Linked DNA regions of Mus musculus: regions 2 and 3 are each linked to region 1. Evidence: chromatin contacts called from public Hi-C and HiChIP or PLAC-seq data. All regions are on one chromosome and are shown on one strand. The core of a region is the stretch at or near the end of the contact, and the rest is flanking DNA. Distances in the headings are between cores, read along the strand shown.

Region 1 (5,056 bases), core at 1,562-4,061:
CAGCCTCCTGAGGATTTGTATTACAGGTGTGTACTACCATTGTGCTTAGCTTTCTTGTACCACTTTTACAATATTTTTCTAAGTCTGAAACGGTTCCTAAATGGAAAGCTAAGAAGTGAGATTTGGTCTTTGACATATACCTTTTTTTCTTCTCAGAATCTAGTTTGCTTTTGAAAAAAATATCTGTTCACAGTGAAAGAAAGCTCCTTGAGCTATTCAACTTGTACAGATGAAAGGTGTGCTTTGAATCATGGCTGCTTCTGAAGCCCTGCCTTCCCTAAAGCAGGTCCTACCTCTTAAAGATCTCATCATCTTCCAGTAGGGACATAAAGAGGATCTGGTTATGGCTTCTGTCACTCAGTTCATTAGCAGGGTTGATTTGGCTGATCTGGCTGGCTAGGCTGGTGCCCCTTCTTCTCTCACTGTTTCATGTGTGTACTTCCAAAAACCTGTAGGTCCATTTGAAGATCACAACCTTAACTGATGCAGGAGCATTATTCTTCCATCAAGGGCATATGAAATATTGGGGTCCCAAACCTCTGAACAAGTTCTCATGCTCCATAGTTTTGTAATAGTGTCACAGGCTTGTGACCAATCTTTGATATCTGGAAACTTGGATCCAAATTATAGAGTTGCTCATCTCCATGGTGTGGGGTTAGGGTGGGGCAATCATCCTAACTTACTACTTACTAGTGTCAGGAAATATATGATAGACCAGTACAAAGAGCAGTGTGAGTGCTTTATCCTGTACAAAGTGATTCTTGCTGTTGGTAACCGTAACTTTACTGCTTTGAGCTGCTACAACTTCAGGGGATTCCTGCCAAATCAAAAGCATCTGGATGCAAACCACTTCCAGTCATGCAGAATGCCCTCTTCCAAGGAAGTAATAATGCTGTCTTTGTGGCTGGATGGCTGTTGTCAAGGAGATGGCTCCAGATAGCCCAAACAGCTGACGGGAGTGATGTCACTTCTAGGCTTGGCAGAAAAAAAATACCACAGTGAGAAAAACAGGGCAATGGCCTCTCTGTCTCTAGTCATGAATATGCTACAGTAGCAGGAAAAGCAACTTCCCTTATATTTTTTCCTTTGGGTAGTTGATTCTATTTTCAGTTTCAGGTTCACCAGGGGTTAAGCTCATAATCCACAAACATGGCCTTACTGAATAGGGCAAGGGGGGGGGGGGTTAACTCTCTAAAGGTTCTTTTTAGTTCTCTACTTCATTTTGTGTAGGGGAAAGCCAAAGTCTGAAAAGCAGAGTCGGTCCCAAGTTGTAGTTAGACACACTGTTTGCCCTGCAATCCTATCAGTCAGCTACCTTGAGATATTTGCTTTGAGAATGGAGTCTGGTGATTATTGCATTTAAGTACTGTGCTAGACTTTCTGTCTTTTTTGATTTCTGTTTTTGTTTCACATTTCATACATGTATACAATGTGTTATGGTCATAGTCATCACCTCCCATTATACACTCTTGTCCCCATCCATGCATGCTGACTCCTTTGTTCTTTCCCACTGCCTGCTCTCCCTCTCCCTCCACCTCCCCACTTTCCCTCTCCCTCCCCCCTCTCCTACTTTCATGTTCTTTTCCTCCTCACTGAGTTTAATTAGGGTTGTGTGTATGAGTATGGATGGGGGTTATTCAGTGGTCCTCCTCCCAAGCAATTATAGATCGCATGTCTGAACTTTAAGTTCTAAGTTGGAAAAAGAACAGAATACTTGTGGAATATAGCCTGTGTGCACCATTTAGGGCGTTGGGGTTTAGAAGGACCTGGGCTCAAATCATATCTCTGTTTATTGCCAGTTTGCAAAGAAAGAGTGTTTAGGGTTGTAGGGACATGAGAATTATTATTGAAAGAATTCCTAAAGTTATCTCAGGTTATTCTTACAAAAAATAACTTGCAGATTGTCCAGTCAAAGGGATGTGACAGAACAGGTTTACTGCCAGGGACCACTGTTCCACATCCAAGCCTTCTCCTCTCCAGTCTTCCCCAACCCTCCCCTCCCCTTCCTTATTCCTGGGTAGATTTATTAAAGAAAAGTGACAAAAACTCCTGAGAGTGGGAGGAGTTTCAAGGCAGGAAAAGCTGAAATTCCAATTTAATCTGGACCTTTGTTTGGGAGGGGAGAAATGTCTCTTCTTAGAATACATTCACTGGCCAAGAAGGTTAAAACATGGTTCCAGAGTGCTGAGATGTTGATACGAGGAGCTAAGGATCTGGTTTTAGTGGATAGTAAACTTGTTTATTACTTTGGGCAAGTAATTTCTTCTCTCTGAGTCTCTGTTTACTGATTGCTGGTGCATGAGTCCTAATAGTAACAAAATGCACATGAAGTATGGGTGACCCCTTTATAGGCATGCCGCTTGAAACTAACCCTGTAAACTACCGTTTGTAATAGCGCTCCACAGGTGGTATTTTTCTAAATCGAAGCAGAACTCAATTATCTGAGTCTCAACTTAAGGCAGAGCCTTTTGGGTAGAAAGAGCCTAAGGAGCGATTTTGGAGTCATGAGTCTGGAACACCAAACAGATTGATACTCTGAGCTGTTCCACCTCCCGCTTAAATTAACTGATCCCGGCGGACTTTTACCCTCAACAAATATGGCGCTCGCCTTGGCTTCGGCCCGAATGCCCTCACCCACGAAACATGGCTACCGCTTCTTTTCTCCTAGTGTTGCACGCTGGAGTGCGCAGGTTCTGCCCTGAGTTAAGATGGCGTCCAGGCAAAGCTCTTCTTGCCCGGTTTCGGGTCGTTGCAGGGCGGCTTCACCGCGCGTGCCTGGGTGACCCCGCCTTGTTTCCGTAGGAAGAAGCGCCGGGAAAGATGGCGGCGGCTGCGGTTTGAATTCCAGCGGCGCCGCTTGACTGAGAACAAGAGCTGGGTTGGAGGGGGCGGGACCTGGGGAACCGAGCGCGCCGCGACTGCCGGGGAACCAGTGGCGCTGCCGCCGCCGACACCGGCGCCACCACTCTGCGTTCACGATGGACTCGGGGATGGAAGAGGAAGGCGCCCTGCCTGGGACCCTCAGCGGTTGCAGGTGTGGCCCTGGCTTTGGGATTCGTGGTACCTGGGTTGGGGTTCCCGTTGATGGCGACTCACTCCCTGGAGGCCTTCGGTTTGCTTGGGGATGGTCTCGGCTGCGCCCCGAGTGTGGTGGGACCTGGGTGTCCAGCCAGCACTACATTGGACTGTGTGTTGTGTGTTCTGGAGTACTTTGAGGACGATGTGTAGGCTAGGCAGGGGGGCTTTTTGAAAGAGTGTGAGGAGATGGGTCTAATTAGTAGGGGGTGGCTGGAACTGGACATCAGAGCACTTAGGTGGTTGATTCTTGTTTGGGGCTTTGCATTCATTATGGGGAGTGTAGTTGTTATTTTAGACTTTGTTTATGGGGTCACGGGACAAAGTTCTGTGGAGCCTTGGCTAGAGATGGACAAAATTTAATTAAAAAAACGGCCTATACCCTGACCACGTAGGTGACCTTGGTAAGTTGACTTCCCCACTGAAAAGTGTACTAACGCCGATGTGCACTCACCAAAAACGGGATGAGAATGAAAAGAAGCAATGGCTACCCAGCAGTTGTATTGGCTGACATTCAACCGTGGTGAAAAGGATGATGACTACCACTATTACAAGTTGTGGCTTCTCTTCAGATCCCCTGGGACCAGAAATTGGATTATTTGGGGCATTTAGAGCGGGCGGATGGCATGAGAACTAAACTAGGAGATCTGCTAATGCTCTCCTCCTTTCTCTCTCAGCCTTGACTGGACAGATGCTGCATTCATACCTGCTCATTCATCTCTTAATCTGCCCTAGGCCCTCCAGGTGCCTTGTCATCTTCAGGATGAAGTTCTCTACTGTGGCTTCCAAGTTTCTCTATAATTGGCTGCATCTGCCTCTCTAGCCTCCCCACCCCCCACCCCACCCCTTCCCAACCCTGTCTCTTCTCCAAGCCCTCTACCCTGTGCCTGACTGCCAAGCTCGGTCAGGAACGATCTTACTGAGTTGTTCCTTGTTCTCAGGCTTGGGTACCTGCTGTTTCTGCTGTGTCCCTTATTTACATCCAGGTTCCACTGCTAGGAGATCCACACTGACGGTCCCACCCTTGTCTGGGCTCTCTGTACTGGGCTCTCTAGCTCCCCTGACCTGTCTCTGTCCTAACGTGGTTGACAGTGACCAGCATAGAAATACAACCTAGGATGTATATTTAATTAAAAACTTAGTCGTGAACTGGGCATGGTAGCATATGCCTTTAATCCCAGCATTCAGGTGGATCCGAGACTTTAAGGCCAGCCTAATCTACAGAGAGTTCCTGGATAGGTAAGGCTATACAGAGAAACCCTGTCTGGAAAAACCAAACCAACAGTAACTTTCAAATAACATCATCATCAAAAGCTTTCTGGTAGTCACAATTTAAAAAAGAAAAGAAAAAGAAACAAGTGAAATTCCTTTCTTTGTGGTTGGTGCTGGAGGTTGATCCCAGGGCCTCTCACGCCTGTTCAGCTGGTGCCTTACCTGGACATAGCACCTTTGGAAGCAGGTGAATTAATCACATAGATTATTTAGTTTAATATTTCCATATGTGATTCTAGCAAACTCTATAGGAAAACTTGTTGATAAGGTATTTTTATCTTTTAACCTTTCATCTTTGGCATCTGGTATGAATTTTTACACCCAGATTGCTTCTCACTTTGGGCAAACTGCATTTCGACATATAGTTAGAGCAGAGTGGCATTTGTCAAAGCACTGAGTGAAAGGTGGTTCTATGAGGGGCTGCTTCTCTCCCACGGTTACACGTGGGACCCTGAAGCTCAGCCGAAACGAATGGTCTGGGGTCGATGATAAATCAGTACTTAAGTCCAAGCTTCCCGATTCCAAAGTCTGTTCTGCATTCTGACTAGTATGAACTAATGAAACGGAGTGTTCAAGGGGCTCGTGCAGAGCTTCTGGCATTGAACTGTCCCTTCAAGAGTGGCAGGACTATTCTGGGCCCAATGAGTCCTCATTAGGTGACCACAATAGGAGAGGATAGTTCCGATGATGAAAGCATCCCTTTTCGTTT
Region 2 (5,056 bases), core at 1,861-4,360, 170 kb before region 1:
TAACTGGGAACTGAGATCGCTCTCAAGGGCAACCACCCCTTGGCTAGCTCTGTCAAGCCTCTAACAACTGCCCAGGCTGTGCCCTTTCTCTGTCCAAGGATGGAAAACACTAGACAGTTCTAACACTTTAAAAGCAGCCAGATAACACAACTGCTGGGTGCAGAATCCATTGCCCTAAACTCATCATCTATCCTATATTAGAATTCCTAGTGGCAGAGGCTGCCACCAGTTCTAGTTACACCCAAGCCTTACATGCTTCCCACTCCTTCCCCCAAAGCCTCATCTACCATCCACCTCTCTATCTCACCCCTCCTCTTCCTCCTGGGACCTGAAAATCCCACCTTTTTTTCTTTGCCCAGTAACTAGCTCCCACCTTCTTTATTGACACAATCAAGAACCAACTAGGGAAACAATACCTACACCTACACCTAGATGCTCCTCAACAGAAGGATGGATAAAGAAAATGTGGTACATTTGGACATTGAATGAAGCATTACTTAGTCCTTTTTAAAAAGGCATCATGAAATACGCAGGCAAACGGATAGAACAAAAAAAAAAAAAAAAAAAAAAAAAAAAAAGGTGACTCTGGATCTCTCTGCTCACATACTTATATCCTCTGTCTCCACTTGATCCTTCATTTTATCCCTCCCACTCATCCATAACCATCTATTTTATTTCCATTTCCTAAGAAGACCTATTTGTTCTTTCTAGTCCTTTACTCTTTACCTAGCTTCACCGTGTCTACAGAATGCAGCTTGGTTATCATTTATTTAACAACTAACATCCCTGTTTAATATATACATACCATATTTATCTATCTGGATCTAAGTTACATCTAATTGAGCTGTTGGCCAAAAGGGTTCCATGGGAATGCCCAAATAACTCAGTATGTTGCTAAAACAAAAATCTCCTATCCACAACCTGATAGCAAAGCCCCATTCTTGAAGACAACATACACACAACTCATTGAATATAGAGAAGTGGAGCTGGTGCCTACATAGAGCTCTTACCCCTACATGATATCACCTTTGGTATAGGAAGGTACTCTCCCCTCTACCAAAAGACTAACATAAACACCAAGCCAGCCACAAACCCTTTGAAACACTACAATAGTGTTCTTTGGGCAAAATATGCTAGAGCAATGGTAGAACAAATCTTATCAGAGTAACCAACCAATAACTGGTTTTACTTAAAGCCTACTGCATGAGATGGAATCCATATCTCAGGTGACCAAGGGCCAAACTCCAGAGAGGCCAGGGATCTAGGGTAAAACCACTGGCCTAAAAAAGAAAAGATAATTATAAAATATAAAGGTAATGATATTCATAGATCTTGGATAGTCATCATAAGAGAAGCTTCCTCCTGCAGCAGATGGGAACAAATACAGAGATGCACAATCAGAGATTACATAGTTAGTGAGAGACCTTGTAATACACATCTGTAAATTGGAGATCTCCATTAAATTCCTCCCCTCAGAGCTCAGGCATTCCAGGATGAGGGTGCAGAAAGTGTGTCAGAGCCAGGGTGGGTAAAGGACACCAAGAAAACAAAGAACTCTAAATCAACATGAGGCAAAGCTCTTATGAACTCACAGAGACTGAGAAAGCATGCACAGGGTCTACACAGGTCTGCCCCATTTTTTCACATTTATTTTATGGCTTCCAGTTTAGTGTCTTCATGGGTACCTAAGGGGACAATTGAGAGGGACTCTGATTCTTGTGCCTTCTCTTTGACTCATTTCTTTTTATTGGTTTATCTGGTTCAACTTTGAGGTGTTGGGGTCTTTTATTTGTCATGTTTTATTTTGTTATATTTTAAGATTATCTCTTAGAAGCCTATTATTTTCTAATGAGAGACTGAGAAGAAGTGGATCTGGATGGAAGGAAAAGTGGGAAAGAACTAGGAGGAATAGAGGTGGTAAAAACCATAATCAGAAAATATCCCGTGAGAAAAGAATCTAATTTCAATAAAAAGAAAGAAAAGTAGGTTGGTACAATGATCTCTTTGGCCGTTGTCCACTGTCACCCCTTGAGAGTGTTCCATTTTACTCTTTAATCAATCCTGTCTTCCATATTAAAAAAATACTTCATTTAGTATTCCGATTATAACTCCATATCATTGTAAAGCAAATATACCTAGTCAGATCTCAGCTCTACATACATTTGTATCAAAGCAAATATGAAAGAAGTTGTAAAGTTCATGTTGTAGAGTGACCTAAAATAAATCTTATTGAACAGTGACAAAGAAAAGAAAGGAAAATCCATTTTCAATGTTAAGGAAAAGGGTCAAGCTGGTTGAGCTTTAATTATTATATATGAGCTATAAGGTGAAAATAAAGCAAAAGTATAACCTAGAATATCTAACAGAAAGACTGGATATATTTTTACTTTTTAATTTTAATGTTATTATTTCTGGGGGGGAATAGGGATTGGATGGAAGGGTGTTTGTTGGTGTGTATGTGCACACTTGGTGCAAGTGTATGGCAAATGCTATGTGACTTTGTTCTCAACACTACCACGTGCACACAGAACTCTGTCCTTCCAAGGCAATATCCCCAGTGGATCTGGAATAAAGTATACACTGAATATACATAAGATATACATTCTACCTCCCTGTGGAGAAGTGGCTTCAGGTCGACAGTGTTACATATAATGCATGGTTTGTTTTATTTTTGTGTCTAATCCTAAATTCTAATTTAAATTTTTTTCTTGGGTCCTCTGGAACTGGGGTTACAGGTTGCTGTGTGTTATCATATGGTTGCTGAAAACTGAACGCAGATGCTCACATGAGCAACAAGTGCTCATAAACTGGTGATCCATCTCTCCAGATCCCTAATTCTAAATTACAGAAAACAAACGCTCTTGAAATCTTCCATTGCTCACCATCCCTTCCTCTTGCACCTTTTCCTGCTTTATGGATCATTTCATTCTTTCAACTAGAATTTTTTTTACTAGAATCCCATGATATTATTTCACAGACCCCAGCAGAAGTGCAACTACATCTTCACAAATGACAGCACCCTTCTCCTTGCCTTGCCCGTGACCATCTCAGAACAGTTCTCTTTGCCCATCTCTGCTCCAACGGTGCCTGTGATATGGATCCTTGCCACAAGATGGCAGAGACTTGCTTTCAGAGGAAGGAGTTCTTGAGTCTCTTAACCTGATGACACTGGGCATAGGGGATATTTTTCCTCCCAACATTAGCACCTAGCAGGACCCTGTCCCGCACCCTAGTGTGAATTTTGAGGTAGTCAGGAACAGCACTTGGTTTCATGTCTGCCAGCTACAAACTGGGTCAGGGAGTTTTCTGTTTAAAAGCTCATGCTAAGAAAGGCTTAGGACAACACTCCGGTCCCCAAACACCCAGAGTAGTCACTGGCCAGTTGACCAAGACTTCATTGACTTGAACCTGTGTACAAATGATCGTCGCTGGTGGATACCTCACATTTCTGGAGACTCCAGCAAGATCCCCACAGACCAGACTTCAAGATACCAGTGGTCTTGAAGCCCTTATGTGAGGGAAAGACTGTGTTGCTTGAGACTCCTAAGGGGTGTACAACCTGAGATGTTACAGGGCCCTGGGCCTCCATTTAATCAATCCCTGCCTATAGCTTGACAAAATTCATTACTCCCATCCCCAAAAGGAAAAAAATTGAATGTCACCTCATCTATCACCATCAGAGGTAAGTCTGGTTGTGGTGCCTTCTGTTTAATACAAAGAATTAGCCAGACACAACTGCTGATCCAATGTCCAGGATCCATGTGGAAAGTCATCAAATTCCACTGGCCTTTTCCACCACTGTATGGTGGCCACTACTGGTTGTCCTTAATATGTATTTCTTCATGTTTCTGTCAGTTTTGTTGGTTAGATAAACTGAACTAAATTGGAAGTGGTAGTGAGCTGCCCTAGAAACTTGGACTCTACTGCCCCAAGCACAGCACACAATTTTCTGCCGACTCAAGAGTCATGCTAAGCAGCTCACCTGCGCTGTGTTCCCCCACTTTTCTGGCAGTGATTATGGCTGTTGCTACTACTATTGCAATGGTCATGTCAGACTTGTTTCCCAAGCAGTGACAGCCAGAGGGGACCACAGCACTCCAAGGGAAGGTTTTGAAGGACAGATATGACCTTTGTTTCTTTCATAAAAAAAATGCCAAACATATAAAATTGATTGGTCTTCTTTTGGAGTCAGGTAGCCCAGTGACAATTCAGGCCATCTAGATTTCAATGACTGCAAGACCCCAGCCATATTGACAAGTTTTGCTGTATTGATCAGTGGCTTTCTTTGGTGAGAGAGACCACTTGGCTGAAGACCTATGCCCCTCCTTTCGGAAACCCTAATTGCCTGTGGCTCAGCCAGGTCACCCAGAGAAACACAAACCACCCACCTGTTCTCTCAGCCACACCCTCCTAAGCCCAAAGCACTGTCTGGAAGCTCGGACTCTAAGCAGCTGGCTGTGCCAGGGGAAGGGGAAAGTAGTTCCTCTGGCTGGAACCCAGGGGAGAAGAGGAAGTTTCTCATCTTCCCCTTTCATGGTTTCTTTTCAACCTTTCTTTTCAACCAATGATTTATATAATTAGAAAACTCAGAACCTATCATTCTCCACAAAGAGTAGACAAGCTGCCCCTGAGCTGAGCCAAGGTATTGTTGCCGGACAGGGCAGCTCAGATAGAATGGATCTTCTCTTCTGCCTGAACTGACTGGAACCCCAACACTGACCAAGGTAAGGATGCTTTGGAAAATTTTTGCCAGATCCATTTTTAGAAGGAATAAATATAGGTTTTAGAAAACATTGCTTTCGTTAAGCAGTCAGCCCCACATATTAGAAAAGCAAAAGAAAACAATTTAGAAGGGTTTGAGAATATAAATCGGTTCCATCTGGTGATTGCTTAAAAGGTTTACAATAACCATGACTCTGTAGAATGAAAACAAAACAAAAGACAAAAGAGATCCCAGTTGGGGAAGCCAGAGACACTAGAAACAGCAGAGGAAAGACGGACATCCTGTCCTATGTATGGAAGTGACTGCAGAGGGGTCCTTGCTCAGGTACTTAGA
Region 3 (5,056 bases), core at 1,123-3,622, 150 kb after region 1:
GCCTTTCTACCCAGGCTGTACTCACTCTCTATAGAAATTGTATCGCTCCTCTCAAAGCTCTCTCTGTTCACCCCATAGAAGAGAGAGCTTGTTCCTGTACTTCACTCTGGGTTATCTGCAACTCACACATGTCAGTCTGACTTTGTGGTATAGGCTATCAGAGGGAAGCTAGAGTGGCCTTTGGAGTCAGATATTGGAGTTAATACCCTGGTTTATGGGTCATTCGACTTCAAAGGTCATATGTCTTCTATGGAAGTAGCAGCACCTACCTTAGCAGAGTTGTTTGTAAGGATTAAGTGAGCTTATTTTAAGTGTCTCGTGTTGCCCTTGGAAACATACAGCATTTGGGAAGTGACAGCAAGCATTGCAAGAGGTACCTGGTCTGTCTGTAACTTGATATTGCCATGGTTGGTATCCATGAGAGGTCTGCCCTTTTCTGAAGAGAAATCGAGGAAGAGAGGATTGGGAGGTAGGGTAGAGGGGAGATCCATGAAGGGAAGGACTGGGAGAAGAGGGAAAACTTCAGACAAAAGGGAGGAAGGGAAGGAGGGAGGGGAGGGGAGGGGAGGGGAGGGGAGGGGAGAGGAGGAGAGGGGAGGGGAGGGGAGGGGAGGGGAGAGGAGAGGAGGGATGGATGATAACAGTGTCCCAGGCTGTTAAACAAAGGGTCTGACTCCTGTCACCATGGAATCACCTCCTCTGTATAGAATGGTTTTTGCTTCAGAGATGAAGCCCAGATGCCTGGCATGGTAGCACAGGTTTATCATCCCAAGCAGGGCTGAGGAAGAAGATTGTGGGTGTATGGCTGGCTTGGGATACATAGAAGATTTTTGCCTTAAAAGCAAACAAATGAACCTTGGGGCGGAGGGGAGAGGCACAAAGCTCCCTCCATCCCCCACCTCTAATTTCCCCTCTGGCTGATACTGGACTGTGTTTGCCTTCACCGCTACCACACTGTCCCTCATCCCCACACCCTGTAACTGTCTCCTTGGAGGTGAGCTCACCGAGGACAGACCGGACAGCTCTGCATCCACCCTTCTATCCTCGGTGTGTGCCAGGCTCCTGAGAGGAGCCGTGGTCGAAAGGAGAGAAGAAGAATGGCCTGGAGTTGGAGACACCAGGAACTTGGGTTTGAGTACGGGGATCATGTCGAGTCGTGGTGAGAAATTGTGTGCCAAAAGAGGCTTCTGAAGAGCAGCAAGCGACAGTCTGGTTAGCCATTCACAAGTCACATTCTCACTGTGGTCTTCTTGTTTGTCACCCAAGAAAGGGAAAGCTGGGTTTTTTTTTTTTTTTTTTTTTTTTTTTTGATGTCTGTTTTAAAACATGATACTCCCTCACTGCATGAGCTCACAGTTCTTAGGTTTGCCAGAGAGCTGGAAACAGTGCTTTCATGCTGTGCATCCCAAGCTCCTGCCATAGCTGACAGATGGTCTCCTGCCACCTATGTGGAGGCAGTTTCCACCAAGAAACTCAGTTTATCAGTGGTTACGATCCCCTCATGAATCCCCAAATGACGGCCATTTGTCACTTCACTTTAAAAGGACCCTATTGTGATAGAGGAATGGATGGATGTAATACAAGCTACTCAAAAGATCTTTTATTTAACAGTGAGAGAGCTCACTCTGTTGGTGGCACTGAGACACTTGCTTCTGTGGGCATGAGTCCAGATCTTTGATGGTTTTAAGATGTACTCATGATTGGGAGGCTCAGGATGCTTACAGCTATCCCAGACCAAAGACATCTGCTATGTGCCTGAAGGAAATGACTCTCAGTGTACAGTGATCCCCATGGAGCAGGCTGCCATCTTGTGTTTGCTTGGCGGTACTTATGTAGCTTCTAGCTGGTGGCAAGGCTTGGCTGGTGGCCTGTCTTGAGGTCTGAGGTTGGAGGCTTTTCATCAGCTGAAGGCTGGTGAGCAGCCCCAGTGCCAACTAGGCTGTTCCTTCAGAAGATAGGTGCCTGACCCATTAGGGACCATCCTTCACTCTGGGGCTTTGAGATCTGGCTTAGTCACTATGACTTCCTCCTTTTGACGAGTTGTACAGAAGTCACACATAGACACGCACTAGAGACGTGAGAGCATCTACCAGGCTGGTCGACAGCCAACCTCTGGAAGCCACAGAGTCTCCCTAGTATGGGAAAGATATGACCAAGAAAATCCAGGCATAGAGTGTTGACTGTACCTGCCATGACCCTGCTCGCTTCTGAGCTGTAGCCTGCAGTAAGGTGAGAATAGAGCGCAGAGCCTCGGGCTTGCCCTTCCTGCTGTAAAGTGGAAGCAAGTGTTGGTACTGTAGGATTATAGTGAACCCAAGGCGGAGAGTCCATTCTAAAGTCATTGTGCTCAGGGCTGCTGCCTCCACACTGGGTCCATGCGTCTTTTTTTCTGAGGGTAACAGTGCTGTACAGTAGCAGGTATGTGGTGACCTGCCGGGGTAGAGATGGAGCCTGCCTGCCACGCAGGCCCCCCTGTGAGAACTGTAAGCTGAATCCCGATGAGAAACAAACCCACTCGCTCTGGTGTTCTTTTTCCTTACCGGGGATGTTTTGGGACTTTTCCTTTGGGAGTTTAGAGCACTGTGGGGACAGTCTAATTATAGTCTCCTTTTTCAAGGCAACGAAAGAAGGGCTTTTTTATCTTCTTCTTTAGCCATGCATCAGTTTCTTCAAAGAGCTCATCCTGGTCTGCAATTTCCAGAGTTTTGAAGTATTTTTAAAATAAAGTTGTTAGTTGCTTTGAAATCTGGGCCTGTGCATCCTTTCAAACGATGACACGCAAGAACAGAGCACAGCGTCTTTCTCCCAACAGCATCCTGTGCTTTATTTTTGTTTTCTTTTGTTGTTTCTGTTAGTCATTTCCCCTGCTGTCGACAGTGGCCTTTTCAACTGCACTCAACTGCACTTTTCAATACTGCTTTCCCCACTAATCCCAGTTCTGAGCGTCTTTCCTAGGGAAATAATTTAAATGCAGATAAAGCCGTGTGCACAGATATATTTGTGTCATTTATTTACTAAAATGAAAATTTGGAGATGACCTAAATACCCACTAGGGAACTGCAAGATACAGTCCACGTGTTCCTGCCATAGAATGTTAGCATGATCTTCACAATGGAGGTCTCTAAAGCAAACTTAGTAGGAGAAATGCATATACTAAAATGGGTTGTGCAAAAATGAAGTCAGCATCATCTCTGCCCACATGCCTGGAGGAGAGAACAGAAGGCAGTTCAAGAGCGTGCCAGCTCGGGGGAGGGGCGGGAAGAGGAGGCTTTATAATTCTATTGCTCACTCCCCATGGTGAGCATATATTTTTCTAGTGCCACAGGATATTTGTGTTATGTTCTATGGTACTAGGGATGGAACCCAGAACTTCACCTGTGCTGTACCGTACCACTAACCTGTGCACCACTACAGTCGCTCTCTAGCCCTCCTATAAAAATTTTGTATCTGTGTATGTACCTGCTCATGTGTGTATACATGTGTTTGTGCAGGTGCGTGTGTGTGCGCGCGCGCGCGTGTGTGTGTGTGTATGTATGTGTAAGTGTAAGGTAGGGGCTGCTGGAGTAGAGGACAGAGGTTGATGTTACATGTCTTCCCTATCTTCCGTATCATTCAACTTGGAGATGACTGGTTTTTCTAGACTGCCTGTCCAAGAAGACGGCCTGGGGATCTTCTGTCTCCCTCTCTCCAGGGCTGGAATTCTAGACATAAGCTGCTGCATATATATATATATATGTATATATATATATATATGTATATATATATACATATATATATATATGCACACACACACACACATATACATACAAATATATATTAGTAGGTGCTAGGGAGCAAACTCTGGTCCTAACGCTTGTATGGCACTTTACTGACTAAGCTGTTTCCTTAGATCTAGTAGCATATCTTGTGCTTTTTATTATTATTATTATTATTATTATTATGAAACAGTCTTACTAAGTTGCTTGAACCAACTTGAATTTAGGACCCTCCTGCCTTGGTCTCCTAAATAGCTAGGATGACAGGCCTTTGCAGCTAGGCCCTGCTGTTACCGTGTTTAGAGAGTGGAAGGAGCAGCATTCAGAGAGACCGTTGTGGCCGCTTCCTAAGTTGAGTCCAGTTATCTGGACCCAGTTCCTGAGGAGCTAGTATGAGTAAACTCAGCTGAAACTGACAGGTCCATGGCTCTGCAAATACCTGGACAAGGAAGTGCCAGCAAACCGTTTTGAAAACTGTTTTCATCCTCTGATGTTCTCTCTGCTTCCAGGAAAATCAGCCAGAGTGGAACCACATCCCCAGAATGAACTGCTCAAGGGGTGAGTGTGTAGCAGCTGCTAAGAAAACCCCAGGACTGTCCACCCTCGGATTTCCTGCAAGTCCTTTTAACTTAAAGCTCCCTTTCTTTCTGTAACGTTGCTGCTTCTTGTAAACAAGGCACCAATACCCACAGGACCAACCGTGGCCACACACCAAACAAGCAGCATGCACCACTGTAGATCCTGCAGCTTCACCTCAGGCTCAGGTGACTTGTGTGTGGTATTTCTGTCAGTGACTGCAAGCAGATCTTCCTGTAGGTGACTGATGGTTCCACTGTCCTAAGCCTGGCACTTACACATGTCAGCTGATTTGTTTTATTTCCCTTTCCTTCAACCTCCTACCTTCTTCCTCCCCCATGGCTCCTTATTCTCCTGACTACGGCTCTGCATAGCTCGGTACTCTGCCACCGAGCAGTAGGAAAGCCATTCCTTGGAGCAGAAATGACCACACATCTCGCCAACACCATGTTTCTCTCTGTTTCAAGATCAGCTGTTCTTGCCCTGTCACTTGACATAGTTACATGAGGCACTTAACTGTGGTTTGCACTACTTTCCCATTTGGCTCACCCCTCTTCAAAGACAGCTATATCTAGCACCAACTGGAAATTACCCTTGTTGCTTCTAAGGCCACAAGGCAAGCATTTCCATTTGCTATTCAGAATGAGGAGCCTGTGGGTCAGAGCTACACATCAGCAATTGAGTGGCCGAGCTAGGACTAGACCTTAAGTCTTTCTTGCTCTGGC

Evidence for each region. A called contact is a pair of places that touch in the nucleus more often than the background predicts. HiChIP or PLAC-seq counts read pairs in DNA pulled down with a chosen protein or histone mark.
Region 2: an H3K4me3 HiChIP or PLAC-seq map of neural progenitor cells shows a contact between it and region 1, with 4 times the contacts expected there. The contact joins the enhancer-like site here to the promoter of Cdk5rap2 in region 1. A contact is called at or near these places in 1 of 39 promoter capture datasets (macrophages), 1 of 15 datasets of contacts at CTCF or cohesin (the NIH/3T3 cell line), 1 of 484 Hi-C or Micro-C datasets (olfactory sensory neurons), 5 of 115 datasets of contacts at active chromatin or transcription factors (bone marrow-derived macrophages, neural progenitor cells, oligodendrocyte precursor cells and 1 more) and 3 of 9 other capture datasets (adipose tissue, liver and pancreatic islet).
Region 3: a contact with region 1 is called in a Hi-C map of cerebral cortex, with 2.7 times the contacts expected there. The contact joins the enhancer-like site here to the promoter of Cdk5rap2 in region 1. A contact is called at or near these places in 1 of 15 datasets of contacts at CTCF or cohesin (embryonic stem cells), 13 of 484 Hi-C or Micro-C datasets (centrocytes, cerebellum, cerebral cortex and 6 more), 4 of 115 datasets of contacts at active chromatin or transcription factors (astrocytes and embryonic stem cells) and 3 of 9 other capture datasets (adipose tissue, liver and pancreatic islet).

Annotation. Positions count from the first base shown.
Region 1 is chr4:70,408,190-70,413,245 of GRCm38.p6, reverse strand. It overlaps Cdk5rap2 (CDK5 regulatory subunit associated protein 2), which reads left to right and starts at 2,811. Exons shown (of 37, transcript NM_145990.4): 1 at 2,811-3,034. The coding sequence starts at 2,979.
Region 2 is chr4:70,577,910-70,582,965 of GRCm38.p6, reverse strand. No RefSeq gene overlaps it. Among named protein-coding and RNA genes, the nearest start is that of Gm32209, 45 kb to the left of the region's middle. Within about 2 kb of position 3,110, at least 14 of the 459 cell types and tissues checked have an H3K27ac peak or open chromatin away from gene starts, as enhancers often do. A contact at or near this core is called in neural progenitor cells, where this site is marked.
Region 3 is chr4:70,256,592-70,261,647 of GRCm38.p6, reverse strand. It overlaps Cdk5rap2 (CDK5 regulatory subunit associated protein 2), which reads left to right. Exons shown (of 37, transcript NM_145990.4): 26 at 4,265-4,313. Among named protein-coding and RNA genes, the nearest start is that of Cdk5rap2, 150 kb to the left of the region's middle. Within about 2 kb of position 2,372, at least 41 of the 459 cell types and tissues checked have an H3K27ac peak or open chromatin away from gene starts, as enhancers often do. A contact at or near this core is called in cerebellum, cerebral cortex, cortical neurons and 1 more, where this site is marked.